Linked DNA regions of Rattus norvegicus: region 2 is linked to region 1. A link is a contact called in public Hi-C data. All regions are on one chromosome and are shown on one strand. The core of a region is the stretch at or near the end of the contact, and the rest is flanking DNA. Distances in the headings are between cores, read along the strand shown. Region 1 holds the start of Ddah1 (dimethylarginine dimethylaminohydrolase 1). Region 2 overlaps Ddah1 (dimethylarginine dimethylaminohydrolase 1).

Region 1 (3,644 bases), core at 652-3,151:
TTATGTACAGTATATATGTATATTCATATATGTATGTGTACTATATGTGTGAGTCCATATATGTGTGTGTATCCATATATGTGGGGAGGGGTTTACCCAAGACAAGAGTTTCTTATGTATCCACTACTGGCCTAGAACACATTGTGTAGACAAGGCTAGCCTCAAGCCTCCCTCTGCCTCCCTAATACTTGGGTTGCAGGTGCAAGCCACCACACCTCGTTCAATCATAATACTTGATTGTCGAAAAGACCTTTAAGTTAATATGCTGCAACACATGGGGGAGAAGGCTATTGCCTTAGATTATTTCAGAGGTGCGGCCTGGATTTTGTAGATGGTCCCTTGAGAAGAGCACATCCCCCAGATTATTTAAACTGTGATGTGTGGAAGAGGAAAAAAGTACAGGTTTTGTATCACTACCAAACAAAGCACAGATTCTTGAGAGGCAAAGAAAAGGGAAGGTCAACAAGTAACAGGATTTCCCAACGGTATGTGCCCAAAGGAAGGGCGAGGCTGGAAGGAAGCTGGGATCTCCTTCCCAAGGTCAAGGAACTGAATTGTCACGGTGTGCACAGATCTATTGTAGGGACAAAATGCTAGCTCCATGCTTCTGGCAGATCTGTAGGCTCTGGAAACAAACATATTGGAATCACATTTTCTTCTGAACTGACTGTACTGGGAAAAGCATTCTAGGGTCACTCTTTGTTACCTGAGCTTTAGGGAGTCCCCATGGGCTAAGCTCTGGCACCGGTCCCCAAAAGAAGAGTGTTGGTAAACAGCAGAGAATGATTTAATCAACGTGGCTTCATAAAGGGGTTCAGAGACTCCCAAGTCCACATTTGGAGTCCTGACAAGAGCGTTACCTGGAGGAAGGGTTGGGGGAGGGGCGAGAGGTTTGTCCAGTTTGGCAGTTCTGGTGAGCAACAGCTGGGTTGATGTTATGCAGTCTCCATTGTTTAAGGTAGTTGTGGGAACTGGATGAAGTGGTGGATCCTTCTTGGACAGGGTGCTGTAAGCCCGTCAGGGGTGAAATGTCGTCCAAGCTCTGCTGTGAACATGGGTTTATTATAACAGTGACTTCGAAGTGCATCTTGGGAAGCCTGGAATAGGACATTGTTAAAGCCCACAGTATCATCCCTCAGTTTATCTCTGTGCCTTCAGCCTTGAATGGGGATGAGATAGACCAGGTATGCTGGTATGCTGGTTTCTAGATAGACACTCCTTTATTCACTGGCAAGCCTAGTGCAGTTAAACAGACGTGTTGGAGCAAAACCAAAGGCTTCCCTCCCACTTCTAATTGCCTTGTGGGCTTGAAGTTTTGCTGGTTTCCCCCCTCCCTGGAAAAAGGTTCCTAGATACTTATTGTGTCTGTGTGTCTGTCTCTTGGGTTACTCTTTCTCGTGGGTGCAAAGAAATGCATTCTTTGTACAATACTGAGTTTCATGTGGAGCAGTAGGTCAGTTTGGAAAAAGTCGAGACAATATGGGTGAAGACAGGCTGCCACGCTGGGAACCGAGGTTCCACGTGCTGGGTGATGAGGGATGAAGAAAGAGGGAAAGTTTGTCCATAAACAATGGCCCTTCACCTGGTTGGCTAATCATAAAGTCCTCTCCAGCAGGTCCAGTAAAGCACTGCCCAATTTTCAGGTCCTCATGGGGGACCATATGAGGCGTGCACCTGCGGTGAGATACACACACTAGACCCATGGAGAGAGTCATTGATGACAAGTCCCTGGCCTCCGCATCCCGACTGACCCAGGCTGGCCTGGCGCAGATGCGGGGAGCGCCGGAGTAGGCGCGCGGGCGCTGGGCCGGCGCCCGGAGCTCTGGGCATGCTCAGTGGCGCGGGCAGGGCTCCGGGCGCGAGCCAGGCTCCCGCAGCAGCACATTCATCCGCTGCCAAGAGGAGCCGCCGGGCGCTCGCAGGCTCGCAGGCTCGCAGGTTGGGCGCGCGCTGCTCTCGGGAAGACCCGGCCACCGAGCCAAACCCCGCCGCCGCCTCTCCGCGCGAGCCATGGCCGGCCTCAGCCACCCCTCGGTCTTCGGCCGGGCCACCCACGCCGTGGTGCGGGCTCCGCCCGAGTCCCTGTGCCGCCACGCGCTGAGGCGCTCCCAGGGCGAAGAGGTGGATTTCGCTCGCGCTGAGCGCCAGCACCAGCTCTACGTGGGCGTGCTGGGCAGCAAGCTGGGGCTGCAGGTGGTGCAGCTGCCGGCCGACGAGAGCCTGCCTGACTGCGTGTTCGTGGAGGACGTGGCCGTGGTGTGCGAGGAGACCGCCCTCATCACCCGCCCCGGGGCGCCTAGCCGCAGGAAGGAGGTAAAGGGCCAGCCCCCAGGCAGGCGAGGCGAGGCGAGGGGCGCGGCCGAGGGGGGACACGCGTGGAACCCACCCCACGGGCTCAGTTCCTAACTTCCCTCTGCGGGACTCTGGGCGGCTCATCTGGGTGTGGGAGATCCGAGCCAGATAACTTCATTGTTCACACCTTCTGGCTGTTGGGGAGCCTTCGAGTGGATCTCGGTTGGGAGTGTGGTGACGCGGACTCAGGGCAGGTGGCTGGCTGGGGACCCATAGCGCCAGCTTTTCTACCTTGCAAATTACACAGCGCTGAGAACAATGCTGCTCTGTTTCCTTGCCAATGAGGACCGAGAAGGGTCCTACAGGAGGGCAGGTCGAGGCTGGGGAGGGGGGTGTCCCCCAAGTCCCTCAGGGGATTCCTTTGGGGTACTCCTGGCAGGCCAGGCCAGGCCGGGTGACATCAGGCAGAGTCTGTGCCCAGCGATCTGAGAAGTCCAAGTTACTTTTCAGTGGTGGCGAGTGAGTCTTGAAGAACGCGCCTGGCAAGCGAATGTGTTCAGCGTTTTGTTATTGAACTGCGTTTAAATGTGTGTGTGAATGGGCCAGGTTTGAAAAGCTGTCCTTGCTGCGGGGTGTTGGGCGTGTGTGTTTCATTAGCAGTGGTAGTTTTTTGTTTTTTGTTTTTTTTTTTAACAAGTTCTGTAATTTTAAAATCTCTCTCTCTCTCTCTCTCTCTCTCTGCAATTAAGACTGCTTTTTGTCTTCTTCAAGGGGCACGAGAGAGTGCCTAACATTATCGTATCTTGCAGAAATGTTTGTAACTGCTTTAAAAATAATGTAGGTTAGTGGGAGAGAGACACAGACACACGAGATTAGATTTTAAATTGCCATCTGGCCTGGGATTTTTCTCACTGCCAGGAAAGAGCCCAGGCTCAAGATTCTCCCTCACTCTTGGCATCCAGCAGCGTGACAAGATGCAGGTGGTTTCTTTCCTATCTGGAGAGATTTCTGTCAGGTTGGAAGTAGTGCCTTGGGCTTATGGCTTACATATGCTTAGTTCTCACTTGTTCTGCTTGCCTGGTGAACCCCTGGAGTCTGAGTACAATCAAAGTCCATCTATTTGTCTTCTTCCCACATTCCAAAAGTAACAGGCATCATTCTCTTAGCCTGTCCACTTTCCCTGTGTCACCTTTCGTGTGGCCTGTACATGTGTCTCCCACTCTGCTTTAACCTAATATGAATGTAGCCATGGAGAGCTAGACATCAAAACTCTCAAAATGGCGCTCATCTGACAAGACTCTCCCTTCTCTTGACCCTCACCATCCTTATTCAGTCCATCTTACTTGTGTAAG
Region 2 (3,513 bases), core at 259-2,758, 130 kb after region 1:
CTCAACTTACATTCTGTCTCATTTTCCTGGTAGAGTCAGCCAGGAAAGGAACACGAAAGTGTAGTTAGGAGTGCATCAAAGTGAAGGGAGGGGCGGGGATGTTCAGACGGAGCACTGGATTCAGGAATGACCATGGCGGACACGTCCAGCAGCGGTCACGTTGGTGATCCTTCATCTGGAAGTTAAAGCATAGAACAAGAGGTCAACCGTTGGTGGTCAGCTCTGGGGTGGGTCTGTGGGCGTGTGTGCCTTGGGCCTAAATGACTGAAAAGCATGGATAGGTGAACTGAATTAATTCTCTGTCCCTGAGGGCGATGGCATATGCCAGGATGTAACGCACTTTCTCCTCTTCCTTCTCGACTCCCACTACCTCATAGGTTTATGAGAAGCTCAAGGACCATCTACTGATCCCTGTGAGCAATTCTGAGATGGAAAAGGTGGACGGCTTGCTCACCTGCTGCTCCGTTTTTATTAACAAGAAGACAGACTCTTGAGCGGAAGAGTCCCTCCCGAGCGGCCGGCGAGTGGCCTAGGCCAGGCTGATGATGGCTCTGTACCCATTCCTCCTGTTTCCTTTGACAATCTACTGTGCCACTAACTCTTGTTTACAAAGAATTCCAATCTTAATCGCCTCATTTCCCCACACCCCCCTCTTCCTCACGGGGCCCCCTAACCTGTGCACACATTTGCTCAATGAACTAAGCAACCTAGGAAATACAGAACTAACGAATCATTGGAATGTGATTGATAGCGTGGAGGCACTCACTCCAGCCTCTGTGTCCTTAGTGTGGGAATAGTTTAGATGCAGGGCATCCTGAAGGACTGACCTCCTGGGCAGACAGATAAACAAGCAAGGGACTTTCTTTGCTTCATGAGTTGCGTTTGGTTCCTGTGAGAGTCCTGAGAACGTGGATTTTTTCCCATTCCCCTCTCTTCTCACCTCTAAAACACTTTCTTCCAGGTCTTCCTTTGGCCTTCCTCACTTCTTTCGTAATCACCTTGAACCTGGATTTATCCAAGGTCTCGAACTCTGGATACCCTCCTAACGTCCACCCTGTCTACGTGCAGTCCTCTCCTCCTCACAGCCACAACTTCTGCCACCACCAGCAAATCAGAGTGGCTGGTTGGAGACGAGGGACCTCACAGAGGCACATCCTGACAGGGTTTCCCATTAGCACACCTAGGAAGGTAAATTCAGGTGGTTGATACAGGATGTTAGATACAGAAGCCTAGAAACACCCCCATGGGTACATCTCAGAGAGACTGAGTCACTGCCATGATTTTGCCTCATGACTGGTCCTATAGGAGCGTGGAGGAAAGTCTTTCTCCACCCCACCACCTCCCCCTTTTTCAGCTTCCTTCTGACTCAACCTTGTATCTACCCCCTTAGAATCACCATGATTTTGAAAAGTCATTTCCTTCAAAAAAAGGCAGAACATCTAATGATTGTTGACGGTCTGGTAAGAGCTAGAGGGAACTGCCTCCACCCAAGGCCTAGGAGCACAATCAGGAAATGGTTCCTAAAGTCAACTTCAAACAATGTGTGAGTCTCCTTTGAAATATCCATGACTGTTTACTGTGGAATTCAACCGAAACTTCAAATTACACAACTTTCAGCAGACGCAGGTCTCTCACAGGGAACAATACCACAGCAAAGGAATTCCTTTCTTGAAAGCTGAAACAGGCCAAGGACATGGTACCTTACAAGGCACGGTGACCCAGCCAGGCATCTCATCAAACTTCTGGTCACTTCTACCTTGGCTGTATAGCCTGCAGTCTGTCATTCGATATTTAAAGTTGGGGAGACAAAGGCTATGTCAGCTCTAGCTCTCCTTACCTCTCTTTGTGATCAGTGTTTCTTCTAGTGAAGGCAAGAGAGACTGGGCCTCATCTCGTCCCCCTCAGTGGCCGGAAGTGAGAAAATCAAGACTTCCTTTACCGCCCTTCTCTTAGTTGGCAACCTCTCTGAAGAGGTCTCCATCTCTCCCTTGCTGTCTAACTCTAGACTCATATCGCATGCCAATATCTAACTGTACACCCTGTGAATGAACCATATCCTGGTCACTGTCACATTTCACAGCGTATCACAGGTGAACAGTTATGCCTTCTCCAGGGCAAGGGAATATGAGACAGTTGCCTAAATTCATAAAGAAAAATTGTTCTCAGCCATTATGGTTGCCTTGAGGGGTTAAAGTTGACCCCACCTACACTAGCAAAAAAAAAAAATTCTTAATTGTGGGAAGTGACCATCTCAAAATCAACCACAGGAAAAACAGCCCACTCTACACATACCAGCATATAATTGTCACTGACGCCTCTTCTATCATCCCGGTTCCAGAACTGTCCTCAATGATATTTAGTCAATTACAAGGGATTAGGTTTCTTTCATGGTGACAGTTTCTTCTACCAAAGGTGGCTTTCCATTCCCCTTTCCTTTTGCATCCCTCTTTCCTTGTTTGTCCTGAGAAATTGACGAGAGTCCCTGCCTCCTCCCCATCTTATTCTGCTCTTGGACTCCCTGTGTGATACAGTGATGTGAAAACTCAAAATACATGCAGCACGGCTCCTGTGAGGTCCTCATCAGCGTGATGAAAGGGAAAGATGTCTTTACCCAAGTTCCCTTTGTGTCTCACGGAGACGGGAAGACTAACAAGAAGGCTTCTTAACATCGTAAAGACATGAGTTCCGTTGAACTAAGTATATAGGTTGGGTTAGAATGAACGGGTCCATGTGGGTTGGTCTAGTGAAGAGATGAGCTAGATGCAATGTGTCATTTAGCGTTATGTCTTTAACCGGTGGGCTGCTGTAAGAATCGGTGGCAGTTCTCTCTCTGCCGTGTGTTAATTGCTCTGGAACGCTACTAGGACCCGAATACTAAGGCCACATCTCTACGTCTCTAAGAAGGGGAAATAAGATAGGCTTTAGTCTCACAGTGTGGCCTAGGTGGGGTTGCATGTTACTCCCTAACACGCTACAGAATTCAGACATAGTTTCTGTGTGGTGGTAGGTCTGTGCTTTTTTTATCGTCTTGCCTGCCATCTTCCAGCCAGTGTATGGTTTATCCAGTCTGTGTGCCAAAGCCAGCCATGTCTCCCACGACCCGTTAGTCCAGAGGAGTTCTGCCCCAACACTAGTTTCCAGCTGCCCACTCCTAATGTACACCAATCAAGACAGAATAAAATTTGAGTTGTTCGGTGCCCAGTGGTGTCTGTGTCCTTTCTTCTTTTTCCATGTTTCCCAGTTGGCAGGTCATGGCATTCCATTCAGGGCTAAGTGAGTGGTTTTTCTTTCTTTGTTCCTGATGGGAGGTGGTAGGGGAGACGAAGGGGGAGAAGGGGAAGAGGACAGAGGGGTGTGTGTGTGTGTGTGTGTGTGAGAGAGAGAGAGAGAGAGAGAGAGAGAGAGAGAGAGAATATACAGCAATAAAGTTGCGTTGCAATGAGTTTTGTTTCCATTTGTTTTCCAGGAAGAGTTTTGAAGGAGACCTGAAGGTTATTCTTTATGAGGTTTTTG

What was found. A called contact is a pair of places that touch in the nucleus more often than the background predicts.
Region 2: a Hi-C map of the A7r5 cell line shows a contact between it and region 1, with 1.9 times the contacts expected there. The contact joins the enhancer-like site here to the promoter of Ddah1 in region 1. A contact is called at or near these places in 2 of 12 Hi-C or Micro-C datasets (the A7r5 cell line and hepatocytes).

What each region holds. Positions count from the first base shown.
Region 1 is chr2:237,325,911-237,329,554 of GRCr8, forward strand. It overlaps Ddah1 (dimethylarginine dimethylaminohydrolase 1), which reads left to right and starts at 1,902. Exons shown (of 6, transcript NM_022297.3): 1 at 1,902-2,313. The coding sequence starts at 2,011.
Region 2 is chr2:237,457,428-237,460,940 of GRCr8, forward strand. Ddah1 (dimethylarginine dimethylaminohydrolase 1) reads left to right here. Exons shown (of 6, transcript NM_022297.3): 6 at 378-2,214. The coding sequence ends at 494. Among named protein-coding and RNA genes, the nearest start is that of Bcl10, 42 kb to the right of the region's middle. Within about 2 kb of position 1,509, at least 15 of the 93 cell types and tissues checked have an H3K27ac peak or open chromatin away from gene starts, as enhancers often do. A contact at or near this core is called in the A7r5 cell line, where this site is marked.